2 separate regions of the Sus scrofa genome follow, and region 1 is linked to region 2. The links are chromatin contacts, called in public Hi-C maps. All regions are on one chromosome and are shown on one strand. Each heading gives the region's core, a stretch centred on a gene start, on an enhancer-like site or on the middle of the called end of the contact. The rest is flanking DNA. Distances are from core to core; before and after follow the strand shown.

The links. Hi-C and Micro-C count contacts between places; a contact is called where the count stands out from the background.
Region 1: a contact with region 2 is called in a Hi-C map of fetal skeletal muscle, with 1.8 times the contacts expected there. The contact joins the promoter of EPHB4 here to the promoter of LOC100515824 in region 2. A contact is called at or near these places in 2 of 47 Hi-C or Micro-C datasets (fetal skeletal muscle and liver) and 1 of 2 datasets of contacts at active chromatin or transcription factors (alveolar macrophages).

The regions. Positions count from the first base shown.
Region 1 is chr3:8,687,431-8,691,266 of Sscrofa11.1, reverse strand. EPHB4 (ephrin type-B receptor 4) reads left to right here and starts at 1,489. Exons shown (of 17, transcript XM_003124371.5): 1 at 1,489-2,038. The coding sequence starts at 1,987.
Region 2 is chr3:8,493,124-8,496,600 of Sscrofa11.1, reverse strand. It overlaps LOC100515824 (insulin receptor substrate 1-like), which reads right to left and starts at 2,065. Exons shown (of 2, transcript XM_013995453.2): 1 at 1,365-2,065; 2 at 1-1,175. The coding sequence starts at 1,770. The coding sequence ends at 43. It overlaps LOC106509647 (a long non-coding RNA gene), which reads left to right and starts at 1,439. Exons shown (of 7, transcript XR_002342293.1): 1 at 1,439-2,341; 2 at 2,663-2,842.

The sequences.
Region 1 (3,836 bases), core at 240-2,739, 200 kb before region 2:
CACACAGCCTCATTTCTCTATGCCTCTGGGTTTCTCTTCCATTCAGGCCATGTACCCCCCACCCTGTAAGGTATGGGTGAAGCGCATTCCCCATCAAAAGAGACAGTTCCAGGGATAACCCAGAGAAGCTGAAAACGAAGGGAGACTGGGCTCGGCTCGGGAGGGGAGGAGGGAATTCCCAGCCCTGACCTGGTCTGCCTGGCTCCAGCCAAGCCGGCTGTTTCCTGCCCTCCGTGACCCCCCACCCCGGAGCAGGACCCAGGCAGGGCTATGAGGAAGGGCAGGGGTGTGGGGAGCACTACTTGCGGCAGCAAGATAAGTGCGCTGGGACAAGAGGTCATTGCAGGCCTGGCCGTTCTCTGTGGATTAGAGGGGCTTGGCAGCCCCCCAGATATCAGGGACTCCTCTTTCCCTCTCTCTAGGCGCCTCAGCTCCTCTAGTCTCGGTCCGCTTAAATACCTTCGGAGTCTAAGCTCTTTCCTTCCAGCTTTTCCACTGACGGACTTTTTGCAGCACCATCTCCCACGCTATAGGTGCTCCAAGGTACAAAGGGGTAGGTGGGAGGAGCGCTGCTTTCCTGGACCCTCCCCTCTAACTGATGAGATGGGGGGCGGGAGGGTGACGGGGAGGAAGGGCCCTCCCAGCCAGGCCTAGGGCCCTCAGGAGCCAGACAGGAAACAGCCTCAGGAAAGACAGACAGCAGCAGCCCCGGCCGAACCTCAGGGGTCAGGGCTGCGGGTGTCCCGGAGCCCTCCGAAACGCGGCAGTGAGTGAGGACCATGATTTGGGAATCCATCCCGACCACTCACTCTGTCGGACCCAACTACCTTTTATTTTCCGATGCTGCCTCGGCTTTTCATACCCCTCCCCATCGCAACCCAGGTGCCCTTCTTCCTCCGCACGCTTTTCAGCACTAGGTTGCGAGTACAGCAGATCCCCAATACTTAATGTTTGTTGAATGATTCTGTGAACTTCGCTCTAGGGTTATCTAAGCTGAGATCACTGCCTTGGGCAGTGGGCCACCCTTCACCCTCAAAAGCTTCCCCCTAAACCGGTCCCCCAGCGCCAACGAGAGAGCGGTGGGCGCATCTAGAAGATTCCAAAATCAGTAGGAAGATCGGATGGGGCTTCGAGTGTGGGGACCTCCATGCTGCTGGGTGTGTTTCTCCGCTCCCCGGTGTCTGCCAGGCTCAGATCTGCCCCGGGGGTCGCCGGGCTCCCGCCCGGACACGCGCGGTCTGGGCCAGGGCGCACGGCCGCGATGCAGGTCTGGGCGGTCCCCGGGCTCCGCGCCCGCCGCCCCTCCCCCTGCTCCAAACTTTCTCCCAACTTCCCGACCTGCTCCGCTCAGCGCCCCGCTCTGCTTCCCTCATGAATTATTCAGCAGCGCCCGCTCCAATCAGCGCGCCCCGGCCCCCTCGCCGAGCCCGGGCTTTCGGGGGGGGGGTTCCCCCGCCCCCCAAGCGCCCCTCCCTCCCCAGCCAGGCGCCGCCCGGCCGAGTCCCAGCCCGGCCCAGCCCCAGCCCGCCCGGCCCCGCGCTGCAGTCTCCCTCCCTCCCGCTCCCGGCCCTGCCCCGACTCCCACCCTCCCAGCCGGCGCGGAGCGTACTCAGCCCGGTCGCGCGAGCAGCACCACTCCAGGGAGTGGGGGGAGACCGCGAACGGCCAGCCCACCCCTAGCCAGCCAGGGCGGGACCCCGAAGCCCCGGGGGGACCTCGACTCCAGCCACGTCTCGCTCTGCTCTCGCCCGACGCAGCCGCTGCCAGGACGCCCCCAGCCCACCGGTCTGCGCGCGCGGCGGGGACGCAGGGCCACACCTGGGCGCCAACACCCGGTGCCCGGTGCGGCCACATGGGCCCGCGCTGAGGGCCCCGACCGAGTCCCGCGCGGGTAGTCGGCGTCCACCCGCTCAGGGAGGGGTTCAGACCTGGGGGGGCTAGCGCCCCCCAAACTCGGATCGGATCCAACCGGAGAGAGGCGGCGCCATGGAGCTCCGGGCTCTGCTTTGCTGGGCTTCGCTTGCAGCCGCTTTAGAAGGTGAGTTTTCCTGGGGGCGCCCCGCCACTTCGGGGGTCCCCGAAGATAGGCCTCGGAGTGTAGGGGCCGACCTCTGTCTTCCCCTAACCCGACACCCCAACCCTGAACACTCCAGACCAATAGTGCTGGCTCGGGAGGGGGGCGGGGAGGAGGCGGCCCAGCGGGGAGTGGAGTTTTCTTTTGTTTGGGAAAGCGATGGAGTCGAGCTCCGTCCCGGGACGCGGACCTGCCCCGGTCCCGGCTCCTCAAGCTCTTACTCTGGCCTCCAAACACCCTGCCAGCCTTTCCTTTTCTCCGTACAACGATCTTCAAAACTCTTTCCAAAATTTCTGTCCCTCTTCCCACCTCCGCCAAACATGAGGAAACGTTCCTGGAGGCACCACGGCAGACAAGGCAGAACTTTGTGCTCGGCCGTAAAACTACCGCGGCCCCCATTCCTCAGCCTTCACACCTTGATCCTACACTTCCACACACCTCGGGCCGGACGGCCCCCTTCTGCACTCACTCCAAACTTGCGAATCCCTCCCAAAGCCACAGCCCCTGCTGCAGGAAGGCCCCCTCCCTGGTTTCTCCAGGCTGCACCCCAGCCCTTTAAATGCTGTCTAGACCCCAGCCCTGTTCCAGACCCACCAGAGTCCTTTCCTCTAACCCTATTGGCTGGTAAAAACTGACCTACACGACCCTCTTGTCACCAGAACTCAGCCTAACTATCACCTCCTAGTCTCTTTACATTTCTATTTTTTCTGCATTTCCCCCCCCCCACATGTTACTTTATTCATGAGTCTTTGCCCTCCCCTCAACCCCTAGAAGGGGAGCAGAGAGCCCCATAAACCCTCCTCCCATAGCCCTAATCTCCTTTCAGTGAGCTGCCTCCTTCCCCTCCTTCACTGCCTGGAATCAAAGGGGTCTCTGGGGAGTGGGCCATGGGGCGGGGGCTTCTGAGGAGGAGGAATGAAAAGCAATTAGGAACCCCTCTCCCCCAGGCTGGGCAGCGCTGCTCTGGGCTGGGGATCAAAGGCTGGGTGTGAGGGGAGAGGGGAGACTTGCTGGGCTCAGAGAAAGAAGTGGAAAGAACTGTGGGAGAGAGAGGAGGAGGGAAGGTAAAGCGGGAAGCGAACTGGCCAGGATGGATGGGTGGGTGAGAGAGAGAAAGACGCAAAGAGGATCAGGGAGTCACTTTTAATTCCTATTCCCCGAGTGCTTTCCGAGCCCCGGGCCCGTGCTAAGCGCTTTATGTTTTCATGGTTCCAACAACCCTCTGGGTGGGAGGTATTGTTGCTCCCATTTTACAGATGAGAAGACTGAGACTTTCCATTTATCCACGGCTCTGTGCCCCAGTGAAAGTGACAGATGGGAGACAGAAAACAGAGGAGAGTGACAGTCAGAAAGAGGAATGGAGATGGGCAGAGAGTGAGGTAGAGAGAGAGAGATGTGAGGCCAGAGAAGTGACAGGTCAAAGAGCGGGAGGCGGGCAAGACAGAGAGGATGAGAGAAAGTGAGCGGCCCGGAGCGCCCAGGACAGCCTGAAACAGAGACAGTGTGTAAATTGGAGACAGGAAAACACTATCCAGTCTGGAACAATGGAGGGTGGAGACGGCAGCCTCTATCCACCCCCTTCCCAGAACCCCAGCATCCTGTCCCCAGCGTGCTGGGCTGTCCCTGCCACCCATGTGGGCAGAGGCCTCACCTCTGGCTGGCCGGGGTCCTCTTGACCCCTGCCCTCAGGGGACTTCACCTGGTCCCTGGGAGGAGGCTGCCCCACCCAGTTGCCTTCCTTTCTTTCCTGTAGCCCCTGCGG
Region 2 (3,477 bases), core at 816-3,315:
CTTAACTTTGCCCTGTTTTCTCCCGCCGTCTCCGTCTGTCAGTTAAACCAGACGGGGTTGCCAGGGTCTCCTCCCTCGGGCCTCCCCAGAGTTCTGGAACTCTATGCGGGCGTAGCTGTGCGGGCCGTGCCTGGCCCCGGGGGCGTTGCCTCCCGCCTCCAGGGGAGGGACCAGGTCCAGGTCGACGTAGTTGAGGCAGCTGGCGGGGGTTTCGGGTGTGGCTACGTGGTCCGAGTACTCGATGCACACGTACTCCCCGGCCAGCTCTGACGGCGGCTGCAAGCAGGGCTGAGCCCCTGTGGGGCCCCAGCTGCCTCCGACGCGCAGAGGAGGGCTTTGGAGCCCCGTTTCAGGCTCCCCGGCCCCAGGCCTGTAGGAACCGGGCAAAGAGCTCAAGAAAAGGGACCGTGGTGCACAGCGGCTCATGGACACGTATTCAGAGTGCCCGCCATCCAGAGGTGGCTGATGGGGAGCGGCTTTGGCCGAGGCAGGGAGGCCCAGGGGCGCCATCACCACGTAGCTGCTGGCTTGCCCGTCTCCCATGGGCACGTAGTCTCTCCTGGCTCCCATGGTTATGTAGCCCCCGCCCCGCCCCAACCCCTCAGGCTGTGAGGCCGCTGCCCCCAGCATCGCCAGCGTCTTAGGGGTTGCTTGCTCGCTCCTCTCACTAGGGCACCCCAGACGGTTCAGGCTGCCTGACTGAGCCGCAGAGGCTGGGGTCTCAGAGGGTCTGGGGGCCCTCGTCGGGGGCTTTCTTGGCAGTGGCTCAGTCCTGCCACTAGCACCAGTGTCCCCGATTCGCTTCATGGCGGCCAGGACAGTCTCGTGAATGCTTTGGGCCATCACAGCATCGGGCGCCTGTAGCCACAGCTCCCCGGGACCTGTGGGTGCTGAGCGCCCGAGCTCCAGGAAGAAGAAAGAGTCTGCGTGACCACAGCGGCGCACGCTGAGCAGGGACAGGCGCAGGGCTGGGGGCGGAGGTGCCTGGGTGGCCCTGGAGCTTCTGCCCCTGGGCTTCCGCAGCAGGCTCAGTACCCCGGAACCCAGGCACAAGCAGTAGCCGCCGCTGCCCAGGCCTCGTGTCTGCCCCAGCCCCTTGGGCCGCAGCGTCACGGGCCAGATGTCCTGAAACGGAGCGAGCATCCAGGCCTCGGGGTCCTCGTGGGAGCTGGGCCCTGGAGAGACAACAGGCGGGTCACAGAGCTTCTGGGCCGGGAGCTTGGAGTCAGTGTGCCCCGGGGACTGACAACGCGTAAACGCTTCATTTTGGATTGGATTTCGGAGACCTGGGGGAGGGACAGCCTACGGATAAGCCAAATCCACGATCACCCCCCCCACCCTCCCACCCTGGGCTTGGGCCTCACCGGCGGCGGCGCGCGCCTCAAGCAGGGCGCTGTACCACGCCTGCTGCTCCGCCTCGCTGGCCGCCGCCACGCCCAGGCTGCGGTCGGCGGTGAAGAGGAAGATCAGGTGGCGCTGGCGCGCGTCCACGCGCTTGCTGATGGTGCACGCGCCCGTCAGGCTCACGCTGAGCTTGGGAGCCGCTCGGCCGGCGTGGAACTTCTTCTCGCTCTCGTAACACTCGAGGCGCGGCGGGTCCGCGCGGAGCACGAAGAAGCGGCGGTGCTGGGACTTGTGCTTCCGAAGGTGGCCGCAGAGCCGCACGTCAGCCGGGCAGGCCCAGGGCGACAGCGGACCCAGGGCCACGTCGGCCGACTCAGACTCCGGGGCCGTCGTGGGGCTGCCGCCGCCGCCGCCTCTGGGCTTCATCCTGGGCCAAAGGCGACCAAGTGGCCGGAGCAGGAGCGGAGACGGCTGGGAAGAGGCTCGCCGAGGTGGGGTTCTAGAGGTAGCGGTCCCGGGGGAGGGGGCAGCGTCCTGACAGGCTGCCACTGCCTTAATGCCCGGCGTCTCTCTCCCCCGCTCCCGACTTGAAGTTTGGGGCAGGGGGTCTGCAGTGGCCCCTCGCTGCGCGCAGCGTGTGACCCAGTGACTGCTCGACGGCCTGAGACACCCGAGGCTCCGCCGGGCTCGGAGCCTCAACCCAGTGGCCTCCCGCCGCCTCCTCTCCCCTCCCTCCCAACGCCGACTGCGCCCAAGTCCCCACCCCCGCGAGGTTAACCCTCACGCGCCCCGGAGCTGGACTCCGCGCGGTGGGCGTGGAGTTTGAGTTGCCGAGTGCGGGAGAGGCGGCCTCGGCCTGGGCTGGTGCCGGGGCGGGGAGGTGTTGGGGGCGTCTCTTCTGACCCGACCTGAGCGCGGAGAAAGCTGTGAGGTGAAGAGAGTGTGCGTGGAGCTACGTCCGTGGTGACCGCTGGCGGCCTCGTCCGCAGTCCTGGAGGTAAGGGGGCTGCTAAGCCGGCTGCCTTTACAGCGGGACCCCCTTCCGGCTCTAGGCCGCCAGCACCCGTGTCCCCTGCCTCCCCGGTCCCGCTCAGAATGGTTCTGTTCTCTTCCTTTCCAAGTAATCCTAGGAGCCAGGGCCGCCGAGCACTGGGCTAAGTTGACCTCGGTGGAGCTGGAGGTTCAGGTTCTCTGCAGGGTTGGGGTGACAGGAGGTGTCTTCATGGGGGTACCCTTTGCCCCCTTGCATCCCAAGAAGTTTGAAATGGGGTTGGGATTCAGGCACTTTTACATCCATTTCTTTTTTCCCCTTTTTCAGCCACACCTGCCACCTATGAAGGTTCCTGGGACAGGAATCAAATCCGAGCCTCAGCTGCGACCCGTGCCATAGCAGGAACGCCCTACACCCGCCTCTGATCCTTCCAAGGACCACCTGCTGACGGCGGGGGCCATGGCGCTGGTCAGTGTACACTCTGCAAGACAAACCACGGGTTGACAGGTGGGCCTTAGAGGACCTTATGATATCCCTGTCCTGGCAAGCAGGATACCTGAAGGGCCCTGGGGGAGCTGAGGGTTGGGGAGGGGAAGGGGGCAGCTGTGGCCCCAGTTAAAGATGGTATTTGGGGGAGGAGTGCCTTCAGGTGAGGAAGGAGCTGTAACAGGAGTACTGAAGCAAGGCCATCTGGTTCGTTTTCATAGACTAGTTCAAGGGTCAGGAAAGCCCAAGCAGGGCTGGCGGGGCTTCCCACCCAGGCCTTGGAGGAAGGAGCTGGGATACCAGAGGAGCCAATGGTTTAGTGGACAGGGAGGCTGGCATCCTCGAACATCCTTTACAGGTCATGTTGCAAGCATGATGCAGGGCACTGCCTGGCATTGTGAGGATGGGCATCTGGCCAGCAGGCAGGTGGTACCCAGTGCCTACTCCAGGTGCCTCTCAGGTCAGCCAGCGCCTCTCTAAGGTGCGGGAGAGGTGCTGGCAGCTCACGTGGTACATGGGGGGGCCTGTGGCAGCCTCCACCATCAATAGGTGTTGGCCAGGGAGAGGCAGATATGTCATAGATCCTTAAGCTGACACCAGGACATAAGTATGTCCCCGGCCATCGCCTCCAGTGTAGCCTTGACATATGCACCATG